Linked DNA regions of Pan troglodytes: region 2 is linked to region 1. The links are chromatin contacts, called in public HiChIP or PLAC-seq maps. All regions are on one chromosome and are shown on one strand. The core of a region is the stretch at or near the end of the contact, and the rest is flanking DNA. Distances in the headings are between cores, read along the strand shown. Region 1 holds the start of DNPEP (aspartyl aminopeptidase). Region 2 holds the start of TMEM198 (transmembrane protein 198).

Region 1 (5,709 bases), core at 1,127-3,626:
TTAAAGTCATGAGATTGGAGATTAGCAAGGGTTACAGGCATGTGCCACCATGCCTGGCTAATTTTTGTATTTTTAGTAGAGACAAGGTTTTGCCATGTTGGCCAGGCTGGTCTTAAACTCCTGACCTCAAGTGATTCACCCGCCTTGGCCTCCCAAAGTGCTGGGATTACAGGCATGAGCCACTGTGCCTGGATGCTTTTCTTTTTTTTTAATTTTTAATTTTAGATGGAGTTTCACTATGTTGCCCCCACTGGCGGCAAACACCTGGGCTCAAGCAGTCCTCCCATCTTGGCCTCCCAAAGTGTTAGGATTACAGTTGTGAGCCATCACACCTGGCCCAGAGAGCTAGCTGTTAAACATCTACCATCACACCACAGACTTAGAGCCTTAGCTTCCTCATCTGTAAACCGGTGGAAGATAGTCATAACCTCATAATGTTATGAGGAGTAAATGGGATAATGCACGTAGGGTGCTCATCACTGAGTTCTTCAAATAGTTAAGTGGGCAGTACTTGTGAGCTAGTATTATCTCTCATTTTGAACCATGAGCAACTTAAGGGCAGGTCTCTGCGCTAATCATCTTGATATCTTTAGTGCCTGGCCTGACATGTAGTAGGTTCTCAATGAATGTTTACTAAATTAGTGAATAAATGGCAAATAATAGTAACTTGGGGCCGGGCGCGTTGGCTCACGCCTGTAATCCCAGCACTCTGGGAGGCCAAGGCGGGTGGATCACCTGAGGTCAGGGGTTCAAGGTCAGTCTGGCCAACATGGTGAAACCCTGTCTCTACTAAAAATACAAAAATGAGCTGGGTGTGGTGGTACATGCCTGTAATCCTAGCTACTTGGGAGGATGAGGCAGGAGAATCGCTTGAACCCAGGAGATGGAGGTTGCAGTGAGCCGAGATTGTACCACTGCACTCCAGCCTGGGCGACAGAGCAAGACTCCATCTCAAAAAAAAAAAAAAGTAACTAGGGTAATTTGTCTCTAGAAAACCTGGACTTTTTCAGAAGACTTTTAGGACACACTTCTTAATCTTTAAACATGAGGGTTTTCAGGCCCTGTGGCAGGATGCCAGGGGAGTCTGGGGTGCACTCCTACCACCCAAGGGTAATGTCTGCCCTTGCAGGCCCGGCTCTGAGCCCCCAAGGAATGCAGCTTCTGATGCACCCCCTCCAGGTGGCAGGCACAGGCCCTCGCCTTCCTCTGGGAGCCAAGATGGGGCATTTCTGGCTCTCAACCTGACTAGAGGTCATTTAATCCTCGCTGGATTTGTCTTGTTTATTTTAGTGAACAGGGCTGTTTACTTTCAGTTCGTATTTCTAGGGAAGCTTACTCATTTTGCTTCCCGTTTATTTACTCTTTGCAAGCACTTGAGTTTGAGTAAATATGTCTATAAAGTTCCAGGGACTGGGTGATTCTGTGTCTGCTATTTTAATGGCCTTTAAACAGTGTCTGCTCAGGTAGGCATTTTATAGATGGGTTGAAAAGATAGGCAATTCTGTTCTCAGTGGCCTCTGACTCCTTTCCAAGCTGACAGCTGGCCACCAGCAGCTTATGAATCATGGCTTTTCATCAGTAATAAAAATATCAAAGGCCAACACCTATCTCAAACAGAAACCGACCCACCCTGGTCCACCAGGCATGGGGCTTGGAAACTGGCAGGTGTTTAAACTCTAAGGCAGTGTTTAGGGTGCGAATCCCCCGGAGTGCTATTTAAAATGCAGATTCATGAGCCCCATACCTGAAACTCCTGATTTGGAAGATTTGGGCTGAGGCCCAGGGATCTCCACTTTTAACAGGTGCTGCAAGTAATTTTGCCATCTTTAGATCACCCTGAGAAACACTAATCTAAATTATCAAAAAACACTTGTGCTGATGGGTGGGCTGCCCTTGAACTCAGTTGTTGGGCAACGTGGAGAGAATAGGGCACCAGACAGGGTTGTTTGGAAAGATTAAATCCTCCAAAGTTAGCCAAGATGATGATGAGTATTATTCTGTTAAGCCACTTGCTCGAGGTCTGGTTTGTTAGCAGACTGAGAGCAGGGGACCCTATCTCATTCATCTCTTTATCCCCATAATGCCTAAGCCAGTGCGTGGCTCATGGAAGGCTGGTGCCTAGGAACATGTGTCTGCACTGGCTGGCCACAGAACTAGACAGGCCCCGGTTACCTTGTGGTAGCCGTTGAGCCAGCTGTTGGGGACGAACATGATGGAGAGGCTCCGAGCCATGGTGACCTGCTCACCTCCTCCCAAGGCTGGAGACTGGGTCTGAGTGGACAGGCCTGAACCGTGTGCCTTTTTTGCCGGATCCTTCCCCTGCCTTGGGCCCCAACTTGCAGGGCTCTCCGACATCCCTAGAGCCCATTATGACATCACCAGTGCAATTTGAAGCAGTAACATCCTCAGGCACCCCAAGCCACAGGCTGACGTATGGTGGCCAACGTCTAAATGTTGACACCTGACCTGGGGGAGGGGTGTCTTGTATTCTGGGAGGCTAAGAATAGAGACTTTCTTCTTTCCCTGAAGAACTCCTCCCTCATTCTCTATTTTGGCCCCTTTGTTTGCTTCCTGCCAGCCAATGCTCTAATTATTTCACTTATCCGTGTTTACTTTTTTATTATCTGTCTCTCCCATCAGAATGTGAGCTCCAGGAGGACACGGCCCTCCCTGTTTCCTTGTTCCCTGCTGTGTCCCAGTACCAAGCACAGTGTCTGATGTAGTAAGTGCTCGATAAAGACTTTCTGGGGCATGAAGACATGAATGAGAGGCTTCACTGGCTCTGGTCATCCATTCATTTATTCATTCGAAATGCATGCCTGGTGCATCTGTTGTGGGCCAGGCTCTTGTCCACCTGAATAACTCCCATTTCTGCCCTGAGAAGCTGCCAGCCTGGTGGCGGGTTGCTGGAGACACATCCTTTGTGTCATGCACTCTGACAGGGGCTATCTCTGAGCTCTAACAGAGATGGGGTTGCTTGGAGGAGCACGCTGTGGCAATGACAGGCTCTTAAACCAGAGCAATGGTATCTCATCTAGCAGGATTTCCCCCGCCTGATTCAGGGAGCCCCATCTGCCCCGAGGCCTCTGCCTGTGCTGACAACCACTGCTGCTTGTTTCTGCTAATATTGCAGCAGGGTGCTTCTATAGAAGCAATCTATAAAACACCATTTACAGCCATAACTGAACCACAAAAATCAATCCCCAACGCTCACTCCCATCAACAAACATGCTTTGAGGGCCTCCTGGGTATGGGGCACAGTTTGATGGTGCCCTGGGAGTCAGAGTGATGAGTAAAATGAGGACTCTGCCCCTGGGGGAGGAGGGGTTTCGAATCTCCCAAGGGAGACAGGCCACATGGGAATGGGATAATTACTGGACTCGGCAAAATCGTGGATGCCAAGTAGAGAATGAAGGCTCTAGAACTGTGCTGGTTAGTACAGCAGCCACCAGCTATGCAGGGCTATTGAGCCCTTGACATGTGGCTACACCTTCAAGTACCTCTCACGTTGAGAAATGCTATACCTATAAAACAATGTGCCACTGGATTATGTACAAAATGTATGAAATATCTCCATTTTAAGATATTGCTTACAGGTTAAAATGATAGTATTTTGGATACATTGTTAAATATACTATCATTGCTATATTAGTAACATTAATTTCACCTGTTTTTATTACTTTTTTTTTTTTGATACAAAGTCTCGCTCTGTCACCCAGGCTGGAGTGCAGTGGCACCATCTTGGCTCACTGCAATCTTCCCCTCCTGGGTTCAAGCAATTCCCCTGCCTCAGCCTCCCGAGTAGCTGGGATTATAGGTGCCTGCCACCACGCTTGGCTAATTTTTGCATTTCTAGTAGAGATGAGGTTTCTCCATGTTGGCCAGGCTGGTCTCGAACTCCTGACCTCAAGTGATCCACCCGCCTCGGCCTCCCAAAGTGCTGGGATTACAGGCGTGAGCCACTGCGCCCGACCTGTTTTTATTACATTTTAAAATTGCAGCTACTAGAACATTCAAAATGACATACATGGCTTCCATTGTATTTCTGTGAGACAGCACTGGTCTAGGAGTAGAGGACCCAGCAGGGCACCAATAGCCTGTGTGACTGCAGCTGCAAGAATTCTGAGGAAATGGGACAATGAGGAACCTGCAAGGGGAAACTGAAGATGGGTGTGGGGAAGACATTTGAAAAGTTTGATCATGAAGGGAAGGAGGGAGGCGGCAGTTCCGGGAGGCCACCAGGGTCCCAAGGACAATCAGTAATAGATGCTCACCAGGTCTTCCTCTCCCTCCTGCCATCTTCCAGAAAGATAGACCCTGGGCACTTGCAGACACCCCCCCACCACCCACCCCCTGCACACCCCTGGCAGTGCTCTAGAGTGAGGCTCCTTCATTTCAGTCCTTGGCAAGGGGGAGTGAGCCAGAGATGGCATTAAGCTGAATGTGGCTGCTAAGTCATGGTAAGTAACAGCCTTGGCCAGGCCATCCATTGCAAGGTGGGTTAAAAACACATCTCTCCTCCCTGACTGCCAGCTCTGGGCTCTGGGTAAAGGGCAATGGTGGGGAAGGAGAGATCAGGGATTCTGATATAGATGCAGCTGGGAGTTTGGTCAGTGTTTGAGATCAGGGAGGATTTTTCAGAGCAGCAGTGTGGCCCAGGAGGAGGAAGTCAGTTCCCTGACCTAGCCAGACAAAGCTCCCATTATGGACACGTTTCGTCGGGGGAAATCAGGCAGCCTGGATCTGATGTTCATTTCTCTGCCTGTGCCCTCCCCCTCAGCCACACAGAGAAGCTGTAAACACTCGAATACAAGGATTAACTCTGCGTGTGGTGTCTGGGACATTATGAACAACTCTTGGTGGCTGTGTTTGTGTCTGTGTTAAATTGATCTTTTTAACCCCCAGCACCTAGGACGTGAGGCTGCCAAGCTTGGTATTCAATAAATATTGATGGATGAAGGAACAATGGAAGAAAGGAGTGCATGGGTAAACAAATGACAAATATGTCAAAGCACGGATGCAGATTCTTAGAATGGGCTAATGCTGTTTTCTGCTGGATTTTTGGATGTGTACAAGCGAGTTCTCTCACAATACAGATCCACAGTGTCTGGGTCAGAGGAGAACTGATGCTCAGCATGGCATTTCACCATCCTGCCTGCCTGCCTGGGGCCCTGGGCCCACAGGCTTTGGGGAGAGCGTATGGCCAGGCTGCAGCCTTCCTGGGATAAAGCTCTGCCTTTTAGTCTCTTATCCTACTTTTTAGAAGCCCTTTAAGGTCTTTGTTAAAGGAAATCTAATGTGAAGAATTCCAGGAGAACTGGATAAGCCTGACTATGGGTGGGCGTGACTGAATTACTTCCCGGGCTGGCTAAGGAAGGCCTCCCCCGAAGTGCATCGGAAGCCTGCAGCTTCACCTTATGGCCACTGGAGGGCACTTGGACCATGAAATACCAGATCGTCTCGGCGTCCCAGGTCTTTGGAAATGTGTGATTCAATTCAACAAACGTTTCAAAATCATCGCTATAAAGATAGCGCTTTTGTGTTGAACATCCAATATGGCGCTAAACACCTTATATATATGTGTGCGTGTATGTATGAACTTGCTTAATATTAACTACAATTATTGTGAGTTACTTAGGCTATTTAGGAAAAAAAAAATCAAGGCTTAAAGAAGTCAAAGTACCCAAGATTGCTTAGCTAAATAAAATT
Region 2 (5,709 bases), core at 1,909-4,408, 140 kb after region 1:
CCTCATCCCCTGCCAACCTCTGCCCACCCAGGGCCCATACCTATCATTTCCCCAGCATAGACAGCCAGGAGGCTCATCAGAGAATGTAGAAACAGGCAGGGGCTGGGAAGTAGTTTTGTTCTGTGATTCTAGTGCTAACTTGTCATTTCTCTGGGCTGTGACTTCTCAGATCCCGTCCCCGTCACTCTGCCACCCCCAGACCTAGACCATACCTGTAACTCCTGGATCTCCTGGTACGTGCGTTCCAGTTCAGCTCGGGCGAAAGCCTTGTGCAGCTGGTACATGTGCACAGGGTCACGCACAGGGTGGGCTGTCAGGGCACTTCGGAAACGAGGGTCCCCCTCCTGCACTGGCTCCCCAGGGCTCAGCTCCAGATGGCTATAGTGCACCCCCTGGGGAGAGGAAGGGAAGGGATCTGTGATGAGCTGGCATTGTCTTCCGTTGTCTCATAGTAAGTGTCTCATCTCCTCAGCCTATGACCTGTTGTGGACTTGCAGTCTGAGGGTTTAAGTCTACCCTGACCAGTTGTGAGTCTGTGTGACCTTCAGCATGCCTCCGCTAGCTCATCTGCGAAATGGGCATGCGTCCTGTCTCAGAGCTGTCCAAGGGCTAAAATAATAACTAACATCAAATGCCTATTATGTACAAGGCTCCCTGATTTTTTCTAATCCTTGTAACAACCCCGAGCAATAATTATTTCCATTGGCACAAAGGAAGATACTGAAGCCCAGGATATTTAGTAATTTACTGGGGGTCACAGAGATAGAAAATAAATGTCCGAATTGGCATGGAAAAGCAGGCCTGTATCTCCAACATCCCTTTGCCTCTCAGAGGGATTTGAACATGACAAGGAGGTATCAGTGGGATAGCTTATCGTCCCACCTCGTGGTCACCAGTGCAGCCCACCCCGGTGGCATCGAGAATGCAGCGACCCAGCCACTCGTCAGGGCGCGCACTGACGATGTCGTTGCGGCAGCCTTCCAGGTGGGGGCGCAGTTGCTGCAGCAGCATGCGCGACAGCAGCACCCCAAAGCCTCCGTGGCAGTAGCGGCCGGGGGTGGGCTCTCCGCCGATGAAGTCCTGGGGCCGGCCCAGGTACAGGTGGGCGGCGGAGGCCAGGCTGAGGTGGCCAGTTAGGCGTGCCAGGCCGTGCGCCTCGGTGTAGGTGGTGTCAGGCACCAGGAAGAACCAGTCAAAGTCGTCGCCGTGCTGCTCCAGCAGGTGGCGCAGCGCCAGGTGCAGGTGTCCGATGGGTCGCTCCTCGCCCAGCGTCACCACTGCCATGCCAGGTGGGGCCCGGCGGCCCCGTGCGCCCGTCAGGAACACCACACGCTCCAGCCGGTGCCCCAGCGTGCGATTCACGGCCACGCCCAGCGTGGGCAGCGTGGCCTGAGAGGTCAGCACCGCCACCAGCAGCCTCTGCCTGATGCCCAGCTCCGTGCTGATGTAGCGGGTCCTAGGGGAGGAGATGGCACAAGCTTATCAAAAAGACAACGGGGCGGGGGGTGGGGGGAGTGGTCAGCACAGACCCTGGCAGGTCACATCTTCTCTGTATCTGTTTTCTCACCTATGAATAGGTTAAAAATAAACCCTCTCTCCCAGGGGTCATGAGGATTTAAACGAAATGGTCTTAAACAGGTAGTGCTTTGCATTTGGGAGATGGCAATACCCACCCAGATAGGAGAGAGATATTGTGGGTCTGACTCCGGGGTTCGCTACTTAGTAGTTATGTCCTTGAGCATGTTATTTAACCTGAGCCATCTGTAAAATGGGACTGATTATATCTGTTTAAAGCACCCAGCCAAACGCTGGACACACCATGTATCTACTCATTTCTATATAAATATGCCATTATGCCACAAATGCCTCACATAAATGATATAAAGAAACGTTTGGCATAGGGGTGTACTGAGTGTTTTTGCGGGGAGGGGCAAACTGCACTCAGGGGCTCTAGGAACTTACCTTTTGGTAAGGCAGAAGGTAAATTGCAGAACCAGCATTTGAACCCAATGTTACTTAGAAGTTATTTCAACTCATCAGCAGAGACATTAATGAGATAGGTACATTCCTCCCTCCCCCATCTCACCCTGAGGTGGCCCTTGTAACCCACTCAGGAACAAGAGATCCAGGTAAATCCTAGTTCTCTCCTTTCTCTTTCCCTGTCTCTATACACTCACCCTATATACAAATCATTTCTCTAACACCAGCAGCCCAGCCAGGGAGCTAGTAGGATCTCTGGGGTGCCATCGGGTCGAGCCAGTTTAGGACAGAGATTAGTAAGTTCAGCCCAGGCCGGGATAGGGCCCAGAGAAAGTCTCGGACTGGCCCCACGGCTCTCGGGAAGGCAGGGCCATCGGAAGTTATCGGGGCCCAAAGACTTCCTGGCTCGCCAGCCCCTTCCTTCCGGAGCCCGACCCGGGCCCGGGCGACTTCCCCGCGCGCTTCCCGGCCGCTGCCCAGGGGGTAGAGCGGGCGCAGCCGATCACTACCTGACGGCCTTTTTGGCGGCCTGGCCGGGCTGTGCGGGGTGGTAGGGCAAGACGCGCGGCTCCCAATTCTCCCCGGCGCCTTCGCCGGCCCCGGGCTTCTCGCGCTCCGCTCCGGGCTGCACCGAGTTGGGCCGGCGCGCCGCGTTGGTGTTGCCGCGCGGCGGCAGCTCAGAGTCTCCAGTTTGGGGCGGGCCTGGGCCACACGGCTCCTCCACCCAGGTGACGCTGAGCAGGCTCAAGGTGAAGCCCAGGGAGATGCCCACGGCCACGGGCCCTGCGGGCCGCAGCACCGACAGCAGCAGCGATGCCCGCATGGCGCCCGGACCGCGGGTCCCGGGCCCCGGCGAAGCCCCAGAGCAGCCAGAGGAGGCTCCGAGGGGGCGGGACCGGGGAGGGGGCGGATCCGGAGGGCTCGGGCCCCGCGGGCGGGCCCGCTCCCTCCCCGCAGAGCAGAGCCAGCGGCCCGAGCCGAATCCCCGGAGCCGCGCCTCGATTCCCCTCCAGCAGCTGCTCTGGGCTGCGCAGGGTTCTTGCGCTCGGCACTGGAGCCTCAGCCGCGGCCGCAGCTGTCCGACGTGTCACTGCAAGGGCCCCGCCCCCGGGGTGGGGTCTCGGGCTCTCGCTACCGGAGAGGGAGGAGAAGTGGGAGGTTAAAGGGGAAGGACCCCCGGAAGTGCCCCCTCCTCAGTGCGGGAGAGGGAGACGCCGGGGGCGGAGTCCCCTGCCTCCCGCGGCGTGGTTGGTGCGTCCCAGGTGACGTCAGAAGCAGCCCGCCCCTGCCTGGATGGTGCGCCGAGTGACGTCAGGAGCAGAGGCCGGAGCTGTCCATCAGCACCAAAGGCCGCGGGCGGGCTCAGGGCATGGGGCCGCGGTTCTGGGGCGGCCCGAGCCCCGGCTCCTGCGCCTTCCCCTTCCTCAGGCCCAGCCCGAGTTCCTGGACGTCGCGGGACTGGAGTGCCAGCCGGTGTTGGACGTGGAGCGGCGCCACCACCGCGCCGACACCATTCTCTCCGGCCCAGCAGCCCCCTTCCTCGCACGACGGACTTTCCCTGGACCCCAGTCAGTTGGAGCCTCTGGCGCCCCGCAACCCCGGCCCCTCGGGCCTCTGCACAGCCTCTTTCACTCAGAAGCTCAGGTCGCCTCCAGCCCAGGTAAATCTTGGACAATCCCATATTGAGCCGCCCACAGATGAATCTCTTGGCTGCCTCCTTCTCACTGGCAGCACTCTCCCTTCATCCCCCCTGACTCCCGTCCCTCTTTTAACTTCATCCCAGCCTCCACTAGCCAGGCACTTTTGTTTCCCTTTGTCTTTGCTCCCCACTCCAGAGATGCTTCCAGAGCTGCACAAATGTGGATACCACTCCTTTGTCCACTGTCCTTGCTGAGTTCTCCCAATCCCTCTCCCACCCCCATCCTGGTGGGGACCCAGGACTCCTCCGTGACCCCAACTTTCCCTCTGTCAGGTTAACTTGGGAGGGTGACTCCCTTCTATTCCCAGCACTATGCCGGGGACTGTGGCAACACTGCGGTTCCAGCTGCTGCCCCCTGAGCCAGATGATGCCTTCTGGGGTGCACCTTGTGAACAGCCCCTGGAGCGCAGGTACCAGGCACTGCCGGCCCTCGTCTGCATCATGTGCTGTTTGTTTGGAGTCGTCTACTGCTTCTTCGGTGAGATCCCCATCTCATCCCTCACCTGGGCTCCCCAGTGTTTCCCCGAGTTCTTTTTCTGGGCCCCCAAGTCTTCTCTGAATCCCTCTACCATCATGAATAATTCTTCCTTTTCTTTCATCCCACACATTTATAGATTGTCTAGACTCTAGATTATAGGAAAAACAGGTTTTTGGATTAGGCACACCTGAGTGTGAATTTACTTAGCTTTGCAGTTACTAATTGTGATGTCTTGGGCACATTAATCTGTCTGAGCCTCAGTTTTCTCATCTGAACAATGATCACAATATTTGTCTCATGTAGTGTTGTGAGAATTAGTAAGCATTCAATAAATTGTAGCTATTGTGGTGAGGATGTGTTTGGGTAACTGTGCTAGGTAGCCACTGAAAACACTTAGCAGGGTTATTACACATGGTCCCTTACCACAGGGCATACTGTCTGACAGGGAGGAGACTCCCTGGAGCATTTACACCCGGGATACATATTAGAGTGGGCTGGATGGTGGTCACACACATCCATCCAGCCTACAAGGCAGGCTCCGGTAATCAGAGCTGCTGTGAATACTTACACAGGACGGGTACTAAATAAGGGAGCTCAGCTGAGTGGGCAAGTGGGGGCTAAAGTCCAGCTCATGCTCTACCTGACAAACTCTGGGCCTTGGCACAAAGCTGCTTTGCCTAGAGAAAGGCACACCTTTTTCTAATATGCATAAAGGTGCCAGATGGGCTAGTGGCCCAGTATAATGGGAGTAAGTGACCAGTGGCTTTGCAGCAAGAGTTACAGAACTTCAGAGAGGAGAGTCAGCTCTATGGGCTGAGGGCCCACAGAAAGCCTCCAGGAGAATTGTAGGTGAGTGGGACCAGTGGGGGCAAATGAGTCTTGGGGGCTGGGGTTCCAGGTTGGGCAGAGGTAGTGCAAGACTTGTGTTCTGCAGCCTCCCCCTGCAATGGGTGGGTAGACAGGGTTGGGAGCCATATGGTCCCTCCCATTCCTCCCCCAAACTCTGGGCTGAACAACTGAAGAGTAGGCAGGAGGAAGTGCCCCCCGCAAGGGTTCAGGACACGTTCTGGGCCTCCAAGGATTCTGTATCACCTCACCCCCTCCATATCTGTACCCACTCCCTCTGCATGTTGCTCAATGCAGCCTCATATTCCCTCTCCTGGGCTTCCTGACATCCTACCCCTCTTGGATGTCACTACGCCCAGGCTCATGGACTCTGAGCCCTTGTCCACGCCCTACTCCTCTCTCTGATCACGAGCCTCCTGGACTCTCATACTTCCCCCCACTCCTGGAAGTGACTCTCCTCTGTTATCTTTCTTTTTGGCTCTCCCTGACTCCTTGACCCCCATCTCTGATTTCCATCTTTCCAACTATTCAGAATCTCCACTTCCCTCACCCTTTCAAGTATCTCTAATGGGCCTAATGGCCCTATAACCTCCTTATTTCTGAAACTCCACAAACACTGTTTCCTTCTCTTTGATTCTGTGTGACCTCATGTAAGCCTTAGTGACCTCCACCTCCCCTCACCTCCAGTTATGTCATTACCTTCCAT

The links. HiChIP or PLAC-seq counts read pairs in DNA pulled down with a chosen protein or histone mark.
Region 2: an H3K4me3 HiChIP or PLAC-seq map of stem cell-derived excitatory neurons shows a contact between it and region 1, with 5 times the contacts expected there. The contact joins the promoter of TMEM198 here to the promoter of DNPEP in region 1. A contact is called at or near these places in 4 of 7 Hi-C or Micro-C datasets (blood, induced pluripotent stem cells and stem cell-derived neural progenitor cells), 1 of 1 datasets of contacts at active chromatin or transcription factors (stem cell-derived excitatory neurons) and 1 of 1 other capture datasets (stem cell-derived neural stem cells).

The regions. Positions count from the first base shown.
Region 1 is chr13:121,659,011-121,664,719 of NHGRI_mPanTro3-v2.0_pri, forward strand. DNPEP (aspartyl aminopeptidase) reads right to left here and starts at 2,377. Exons shown (of 15, transcript XM_016950565.3): 1 at 2,173-2,377. The coding sequence starts at 2,355.
Region 2 is chr13:121,802,380-121,808,088 of NHGRI_mPanTro3-v2.0_pri, forward strand. It overlaps TMEM198 (transmembrane protein 198), which reads left to right and starts at 3,159. Exons shown (of 5, transcript XM_009444387.4): 1 at 3,159-3,640; 2 at 3,988-4,157. The coding sequence starts at 3,992. It overlaps CHPF (chondroitin polymerizing factor), which reads right to left and starts at 3,239. Exons shown (of 4, transcript XM_003309469.6): 1 at 2,490-3,239; 2 at 883-1,456; 3 at 213-392. The coding sequence starts at 2,803.